2 separate regions of the Macaca mulatta genome follow, and region 2 is linked to region 1. A link is a contact called in public Hi-C data. All regions are on one chromosome and are shown on one strand. The core of a region is the stretch at or near the end of the contact, and the rest is flanking DNA. Distances in the headings are between cores, read along the strand shown. Region 1 holds the start of HEXA (hexosaminidase subunit alpha). Region 2 holds the start of ARIH1 (ariadne RBR E3 ubiquitin protein ligase 1).

What was found. Hi-C and Micro-C count contacts between places; a contact is called where the count stands out from the background.
Region 2: a contact with region 1 is called in a Hi-C map of CD4 T cells, with 5 times the contacts expected there. The contact joins the promoter of ARIH1 here to the promoter of HEXA in region 1. A contact is called at or near these places in 3 of 14 Hi-C or Micro-C datasets (CD4 T cells, blood and cortical neurons).

The regions. Positions count from the first base shown.
Region 1 is chr7:50,015,076-50,020,070 of T2T-MMU8v2.0, forward strand. HEXA (hexosaminidase subunit alpha) reads right to left here and starts at 2,083. Exons shown (of 14, transcript NM_001261529.1): 1 at 1,697-2,083. The coding sequence starts at 1,949. It overlaps LOC144329974 (a long non-coding RNA gene), which reads left to right. Exons shown (of 2, transcript XR_013395743.1): 2 at 1,458-1,968.
Region 2 is chr7:50,097,721-50,102,220 of T2T-MMU8v2.0, forward strand. It overlaps ARIH1 (ariadne RBR E3 ubiquitin protein ligase 1), which reads left to right and starts at 2,154. Exons shown (of 15, transcript XM_028851099.2): 1 at 2,154-2,838. The coding sequence starts at 2,808.

The sequences.
Region 1 (4,995 bases), core at 833-3,332:
CAAAAAAAAAAAAAAAAAGGAAAGGAATTATTCTCATGTATACAGTATTAGTAAACAACCTACAAAGCTTTTGAGCATCTTATAATTCACTGTGTACCACTGTTTCATATTTTCATGTTTCCGCAATTGAACTATAGAGTCTAGGGCTAGGTCTTAAGACTTTTCTCGTAACCTTCAGAGTGCCCAGCACTGGGATTGACACATAGCAGTTAGAAGGATCTTTTTTTAACCCCATAAACCAGGCTCAAACTCTTCTATAACCCAAATCAACATATTCTGAGTGCCAATCTTGTGTAAGGCTCTCTATTATTTGTCATGCAGGATTCAGAGGAAAATGTGATCTACCACACTCAAGAGCAGGCCTCTTATCCTCTCCAGCTTAATGCATTTTACCAGTTAAGGACTACTCTGATGCTGAGATTGTACTTCTTTCCCTAAATCAAATGTCATGTGTTTAATTAAATGCTTTTAATTCTAGATATCAAATAACTTTTGTGAAGTAATTTAAACACACTTGAAACATCATATAAAATATTACTATATGACTCAACTGTAAATGTGGCTCCCACCCCCATAACATCTATACAATATAACCAAAGAGCTAGATTCCAGGAGATTATCAAGAAACTTCTAAATTTTGAACCCATGCAGCAGAATTGTATTCCTTTACATTGTTGACTCGACTTATACATGTGCTGTGGAATAATTATCCTCAAATGCAATTTTCAGTACTGATTACATAGCTGCCTAAAAGAAAACTGTTAGCCCCTTCCATTTTATATCAAACCAATGACTAAAGTGCTCTTGACCTCTTTAACCCCACATTTTCCCCACCCTCATCCCTCCTCAATCCCCAGAACCCACTCATCACATCCACTAGACTTGAAATTTGAGCTCAATCATAACTCTTTGTGTCTCTGCTCAATCCCTTCTTCCTGCCTGGAATACCCTCTTTTCAGTCCCGGCTAATTACATGCACCACCCCATTCCAAGTAGCCGCTGGAAACTCACTTCCTTATGTTCTATGACTTCTTTCACAGTTTATACTTGTTTTGTTTTGGGGGGGGGGGTTGTTTTTTTGAGACGGAGTCTCGCTCTGCTGCCCAGGCTGGAGTGCAGTGGCGCGATCTCGGCTCATGACAACCTCCACCTCCTGGGTTCAAGCGATTCTCCCGCCTTAGCACCCTGAGTAGCTGGGACTACAGGCGCGCACCACCACGCCCGGCTAATTTTTTGTATTTTTGGTAGAGACGTGGTTTCACGGTGTTGGTCAGGCTGGTCTCGAACTCCTGACCTCGTGATCCGCCCACCAAACATTCTATGTGCCAGACACTTGTATGTAACCTTGCATAGTTCTTGTATTATGTCTCCCCAATTTTGAGTGTTTTCTCTGGTCTCCTCTACCCAGCCCTTGGCCACAGCCTCACTAGGACCCTGGACAGCTTGAACACGGTCAGAAGCATCACCTAAGATTTTTGCTGGCACAGTATTTTCCATAAATTAATCTCCTGATTGAACCGTAGTCCTATAGTAGTTATCTTTGGATGTAAACCTAATACAGCTCGAGGAGGAAGTGGAGTGCTTGTGATCAGAGGGCTGGGCAAAAGCCCAGAGGGCGTCTCTGTAGCCCTGGGGGAGCTGTCCCCAGGCAGGCTCTCTCAGGGCCCGGGAACAGGGCGGGACAAGTTCGACTGACCTGTGCGGTAAGGACGGGGCCAAGACCCGGAACCGAAAAGCAGGTCACGATAGCGCTGGAAGGCCTCGTCGAGGACTGAGCAGCCAGGCTGCGCGGCGGAGCTGATATCGTACTGGAATTGAAAGTTGTTCGGATAAAGGACGTAGCGCTGGTCGGAGGTTTGGATGTTCTGAGGCCAGGGCCAGAGGGCGGTCGCCCGTCCTGCGAACGCTGCCGCCAGCAGCAGCGAAAACCAAAGCCTGGAGCTTGCCATGGCCCGCCGGTCTCCCCTCTCGGAGAGGCCTGGCCACGTGAGACCCTGGTCAGGTGAGCGGCGCCCGCGTGACTATCGGCGAATCACGTGACCAGAGGCCGCTCTGCGCCTGCGATCCCGGGAGGACCCACTCCCTGCCCTTTCACTTCCGGCCTGGACGTGAGGCTCCTGCTGCATGGAGCGGATAGTGCCGGGCGTCGGCAACTGCTCGGCTCCCCAGACGCCTGTCGGGCCCAGTAGAACCGTAAATAACCGGCCACCCCTGCGGCCGTGCGGTCTCTGATGGAACTAGACAGCTCACCCGACTCGAGAAGCACGGGGTGGGGAGGCGAGGACGCAGGGCGAGCTGGAAAAGAAAGTTTCCCAGATGGCTCCAGGGTGAATCTTGAATGTTGTGATGGAGCTCGCCAGGCCTACTGGGAGGTAAAGGACTTCCCAGGCTGAAGTAAGTTCAGCAGCAGAAAAACGGAGGATTAAAACCACAAGTCGTTGTGATGTGAAATTTCGTGGGGCAAGAATGGGCCGGAAGTGGGTAGTCTGCACGGCTCTGCTAGAGAGGGGATCACAAGATCACAAAAGTGTGATCTACTTATGACTGGAAAAAATGTGTACTTTCAGAGCCAGCTCGAGGCATTCCATTGCCTCCGATATGAGCTCTTCCCTTCAAGATTGACTATAAATCTCTTAGTTAGCAACTCACATCCCCTTTCCCCAGACAAAACCCCACATACCCCGGTGTGTATTTACTGAAAGCAGTAAGATATTGCTGGGCCTTTGGGTGCAAGATGGAGAGTGCTCAGAGATAAGGACAGGGGCCTGGTCCTGCAGGGCCTTACATAGGAAGTCGAGGAATTTATTCTCTGAGCAATTGAAAATCATCCCGAAAGATCTGCATTTTAGAAATACCATGTTGAATAGTTGCATAAAAAACCAGTTAGGAGGCCCCTTTTTATTGGAGGTAGAGAATAAGGAGAGACTGAACTACAGAAGTAGGGAAGGAAAAGCGCTGTAGATCCAAGAAATAGTGGGTATCCAGAAGAGAGGCTTGAGAAGTGATCAAGGAGAATTCCACAGTTATCAGAGACCCTGTCTTCCTTGTTCACCACTATGTTACCAGAACATAATACAAATAATGCTATTGTTATTGGGTGGCATTATTTAGTTAGTAGGTACTTTTTAAAATTTTAAATTTAATATTAGTATTAAAATACATGTAAAGATCAGGAAAATGAACTTTTAAAATTAAGGGCTTTCACTGGGCATGATAACACATCCCTGTAGTCCCAGCTACTCCCAGCTATTCAGGAGGCTAAGGCGGGAGGATCACTTGAACCAAGGAGTTCAAGTTTAGCCTGGGCAATATAGTGAAACCCTTTCTCAAAAACCAAGGGCTACTGAAATTGAAATCATGATAATTTATATTCAGCTCGTAGGTACCTAATTGCTAGTTATACATACATGGCTTTGATGGGAAATTAAACATTCTGACAATACAGAAATTCATCAAGCAATTTGTCTTTGATGGTTGATTATTCAAGAACAGAGCTTGTAGCAAAAAAAGCAGAAATTAGATCCCACAGTCATCAGGTTCAGATTCTAAGGCATGCATTCTTACACTAATTTCTTCTTTGCTCAAATCTTAATTTTCATCAGCATTAGTAAGTGTCTGGGTACTCTGCCAGTCAAGAGAGATGTTACCAAAGGTACAAAGGAAAAGGATTTGAAAAGTATTGTCAGAAGAGCCAAGTTCATAATCAGACCCACAGGATCAATAATTTGGGGGAGTGTTTAGAGCAGTTTCGAGGATGACAGCAGTAGATCGAAGTAGAATTTCAGGACTGAGCATATGCCAAGGCACCCTTTTATGTGATATTCAACCTGTACCAGAAGGGAGGAGTCATTTAAAAGAGTTACGCAAGATGAAAGAGCTAGATCCAAATAAAGACATTATAAAAATTACTAATGGGGCTGAGCATGGTGGATTACAGGGATTCAGTTATTTAATTATTACTGAAAGAGCTCTTTTAGACTTAACCAAATTTTTAAATCAAATATTCTTATGCATACATAAAAGTAAGTTACACAAGGTAAATTTGTTGATCTTCCAAAATATCCCCCCTTACTATACACTAGAGTGGGGTTTTGGCATAATGGCAGACAGATAGATGGAATGGAATAGAGGGTCCAGGAAAAGAGCCATTTGATTATTACTCGATCTCAACAAAGGCACCAATTTAATTTAGTGGGGAAAGCAAGTTATTTTCAATAAAAGGTGATAAAATAGATACCCCTATGTGGGGAAAATGAACTATGATCCCCTACCTCACAGCATACACAAACTTAATTAAAAATGGATCACAGGCTGGGGATGGTGGCTCACACCTGCAATTCCAGCACTGTGGGAGGCCAAGATGGGAGGATCACTTGAGCCCAGGAGTTCAAGACCAGCATGGATAATACAAGGAAACCTCACTTCTCTCTTTTTTTTTTTTTTGAGATGGGGGTGGTTAATGGGTACAAAAAAAGTAGACTGAATAAGACGTACTATTTGAGAGCACAACAGGGTGACTATAGTCAATAATAGTTGTATATTTTAAAAGAACTTAAAAGAGTGTAACTGGATTGTTTACAACTCAAAGGATAAACGATTGAGAGTATGGATAACCCCATTCTCCATGATGTGCGTATTTCACATTGGACACCTATATCAAAACATCTCATGTACCCCATAAATATATGCACCTACTATGTACCACAGAAACTTAAAATTAGACTGGGCATGGTAGCTCATGCCTATAATCCCAGCACTTTGGGAGGCTGAGGCGGGTGAATCACTTGAGGTCAGAAGTTTGAGACCAGCCTGGCCAACACGGTCAAACTCCATCTCTACTAAAAATACAAAAATTTGCGTGGTGGCAGGCACCTGTAATCCCAGCTACTTGGGAGGCTGAGGCAGGAGGGTCACTTGAACCCGGGAGGTGGAGGTTGCAGTGAGCCAAGATCACGCTACTGCACTCCAGCCTGGGTGGAGGTTCTATCTCAAAAA
Region 2 (4,500 bases), core at 904-3,403, 83 kb after region 1:
CAATCTAGAATTGCTAAATAGGAACACTGAATCAAAGAACCTAGACCTGGCTGGGCACCATGGCTTACACCTGTAATGCCAGCACTTTGGGAGGCTGAGGCAGCTGGATCACCTGAGGTCAGGAGTTCGAGACCAGCCCGGCCAATATGGTGAAACCCTGTCTCTACTAAAAATACAAAAATTAGCCTGGGGTGGTGGCATGCGCCTATAGTCCCAGCTACTCAGGAGGCTGAGACAGGAGAATTGCTTGAACCTGGGAGGTGGAGGTTGCAGTGAGCTGAGATTGCCACTGCACTCCAGCCTGGGCAACAGAGTGAGACTCCGTCTCAAAAAAAAAAAAAAAAAAAAAGGGCTGGGTGCGGTGGCTCACGCCTGTAATCCCAACACTTTGGGAGGCTGAGGCGGGTGGATCACGAGGTCAGGAGATCGAGACCATCCTGGCTAACATGGTGAAACCCCGTCTCTACTAAAAATACAAAAAAAATTAGCCAAGCGTGGTGGTGGGCGCCTGTAGTCCCAGCTACTTGGCAGGCTGAGGCAGGAGAATGGCGTGAACCCAGGAGGTGGAGCTTGCAGTGAGCAGAGATTGCACCACTGCACTCCAGCCTGGGCAACTGAGCAAGACTCCATCTCAAAAAAAAAAAAAAAAAAAAAAGAACAAAAAAGAACCTAGACCTATCAGTAGAGGTTAAAAGCTTTACTTTTTAAATCCTGAGGTTAAGAAATTATCAGTATTTCGAAACTTACAAAATGGACAAATTGGTAGAGGCTTTTTAACATTATAATGGAATTTTTCACTTTTCAAAATCAATTTCCAAAGGGAACCTATAGGTTGAACAGTAAGATTTATCAACAAAGCAGGGATTTAGATTGTAAAAGGTTTTCAATCTGGCCAATTCTTCAGATTATCTCAAGAGGGAGCCTTCTTATGCCTCTTCTTCCTTCATAACACTTGTCTGGCTCTCATGTCCTGTTTACAAAGATTTAAGCCCACTCTTAAAAAGGCATAAAATGCTCTTACTGACATGACCCCTGACTAACTTGCCTAATATTTTGCCATCTACCCTCCATGCACTTTAAGCTCCCAAACTATTAATTACTTGACACCTTCTGCGCTTTTGCTTGGTCTCTGTGGCCAGACCATCTTCCCTGCCTTCTCTGTTGAACTCCTAGCCATTCAACAACACTCAGCTCACATAGCACACTTTCAGATGAGATTCAAGCATTATCTCTCTTGCTACATTTGGCCCTTGTAGATATTTCTATTATTGCCTGTATTTTGTTGAAGCATTCATGTCTTTTATGTACTATACAGTATATAATACATATGCATTACAATGCATTTTTGATTCATGTTTTGGGGCATCCAGCGGCTAAAATAGGGCAAGGGTTATGTGGTCTTGGCCAGGTCCCTTTTCCTTTCTGAGCTTCAGGTTCCTCAGGTATAAAATGGGTACTATGGCTCCATGAAGATGAAACAGAATATATGTAAAGCCCTTACACAGTGCTCAATTCATGAAAACCATCGCTGTTTACATTGTTTAGGGCCCTCAAGAGGCGCTCTAATCAGCGGGGTTGAGGAAATGCCTCTTTAAAATGACGTCATTATAGGAGACTTAAAAACCACAGCATGTCTGTACAAGTGAACAGGATCACACAGCTACCTAAAGTGGGTTCGCCTGTCATACAGTTTAGAGGTTCCACTTACAACAGGTTTCCATCAGTAGCCAAAGCAACAGAAATTTTAGATTAACAGATCACGGCTTCCGGGATTACCGCAGGGCGGGCGGGAAGCGCCTTTCCGCCCGGGTGGGAAGGCCGCGTCCCCATGGGACTGCCGGAGGGAGCTGGATCCCTATGGCCTGCGGCAAACACCACCACCTAGGCGGTCCAGGGGTCCCTCTCTCGGTGACTGGTGACCAGGAGGCCGCAATCTCTTCACATAAAAGCTCTACGGGTTTCCGCTCGGCCCTCACAGCGGCAGCGGACCGAACCGAGAAGGCAACTCCCGCTCAAGTCCTAGGCCCAGGTAGGCCGGGCCGTGGGGTCTCCCCGGGCTCCACGCAGGGGCGGCGGGGCGGGGCGCAGTGACGCAAAGAGGAGTGACGCGACGACGCAACGCGACGCGGTGACGCACGCCCCTTTGTTGGCTCAGTAGCGATAGCAGCGGCCGTAGAGGTGGCGCTGGGGACTGTTTTCTCTCGGAGGCCGGAGCGGAGCCGCGTCTGACTGAGGCGGGCAGCAAGCGGCCCCCTCGCTCCCTCCCTCCCTCCTCCGCGCCCTCCCCGCCGCCACCAGCAGTCAAACGCCAACCGCCGCTCCTGGGGAGGAGCCGCGGCCCGCGGGGCCGGAGCCAGGCCTGCGTCCGGACATCAGCCGGAGCCGGAGCGAGAGCCGGGGCCTCGGCGTCCCCGCCCTCTCCCCGCCTCGGCCAGCGTCCGCCGGGCCCCCGCGCGTCGCGCCATGGACTCGGACGAGGGCTACAACTACGAGTTCGACGAGGACGAGGAGTGCAGTGAGGAGGACAGCGGCGCCGAGGAGGAGGAGGACGAAGACGACGACGAGCCGGACGATGATACCCTGGATCTGGGCGAGGTGGAGCTGGTGGAGCCCGGCCTGGGCGTCGGCGGGGAGCGGGACGGACTGCTGTGCGGGGAGACGGGCGGTGGCGGCGGCAGCGCTCTGGGGCCCGGTGGTGGCGGCGGCGGCGGCGGCGGCGGCGGTGGTGGCGGGCCGGGGCACGAGCAGGAGGAGGATTACCGCTACGAGGTGCTCACGGCCGAGCAGATTCTACAACACATGGTGGAATGTATCCGGGAGGTCAACGAGGTCATCCAGGTGAGGGTGGCCGCCGCGCCAGCTGGACCGGGCTCAACCGGGGAGCGGATTCAGGCTGCACGCGCGGTCCCAAGGGACAGGCCTGGGCCTGGTGCGCAGCCCAGCCCGGTGCCTCCCGGCCTTGTCTTCTCCGCTGCCTCTGCTGGGGATAGAGGGTGTCGAAAGCAGAGGTTCGCCGATTAGCCGGGTGTGGGGAGGTACTCTGGGGGCGGTGCTTCCCAAGTCCTGCTATGGCGGAGGCCTTCGGCCGCCTAAGCCTTCTCTTGCGGGCAATTTCTGCCAGTCCCCGGCCCCGGTGTCCTTTCTTTGCCTGGGCGAGCGCCTACTGGGGCGGGGCGGAGGAGGTGGGGTGGGGAAGAGGAGTCAGGAAGAATTGGGCCCCGACGAGGGTTACCCCGGCCTTAGCCTCATTTGAGCACTTTTGGAAGGGATTAGAGTAGGCCTTAGAGCAGCTTGGTGTACAGTTGCCCCAAGTGGGCACCAGTTAATAAAGAAATGGATCTTGGCAGTCTCAAGTGCCTACTTAAAGGGTGGGGGAAGGGAACTATTTCTCGGAAGAGGTGCTGATGGGCCTTTTCAGATGGTGAGGCTTCTGCTTACATCTTTTTTACATTTTTGCTGTTTGGGACCTAACTGCTACTTTTTCTAGTCGTAGCATATTACTTGCTTGAAGCTGTTGGAATAGTTACTGCATATTGCATACCCATCCTTGTAGCTAAAACGGCAACAAAACGCAGTGTTGTCTAATATTGGACAAGACTCTATTGTTAGAAAGAAGAGACTTTCTGCTTGTGAACTCCTTTCTCTGATATTTTCTATTTTGTGGTAAGTTAGGCTTGGTGTAAGTTGATAACCACATCTCAGTGAACCATATGCGTCAGATTTTGCATTTTTGAGCTTTAGAAAATCAAAAATCTTCATTTCTTTGGGGGAAAAAACCTCACTTGTCCTGAGGAATCAGGGATATGGCCGAAGAATAAAAATGAAGCTTGATTTAGTGCAACTTTTAGAAAACCTGGAAGGAAACATATATGAGCAGCAAGTTACTTACTATTGCCTCTTGCTTGTCAGTCATCATTTCGTTTTTAACATAAATTGGTTGGCTAAATATTCATTGACAAATTAGAAGTATGGCACTGTCAACTCGTTGACTTTCTATCATTAACAGATTTTTATAGTATTATAAGTAACAGTTTTAAAAATTGAATTATCTATTCAGGCACTGTTTGAATACAGCGTTTTGCATAATAGAAAAATGTCTGATACCTAGTGCCATTACTAAATAGTGGAAGTCTTAATTTTTTAATATAGAGAACGCAGTCTAAGAAGGAAGTTGAGGATTGTAGAAGATAATTTTTTTTTGTTTGAAGCAGAGTCTCGCTGTGTCTCCCAGGCTGGAGTTCAATGGTGCAGTCTCAGCTCACTGCAACCTCCGCCTGCCGGATTCATGCAGTTCTCCTGCCTCAGCTTCCCCGGTAGCTGGTACTACAGGCGTGCGCCACCATGCTCAGCTAATTTTTTGTATTTTTAGTAGAGACGGGTTTCATCATGCTGGCCAGGCTGGTCTCGAACTCCTGACCTCGTGATCCGCCCGCCTCGTCCTCGCAAAGTGCTGGATTACAGGCGTCAGCCACCGCGCCAGGCCTGTAGAAGATGCACGTG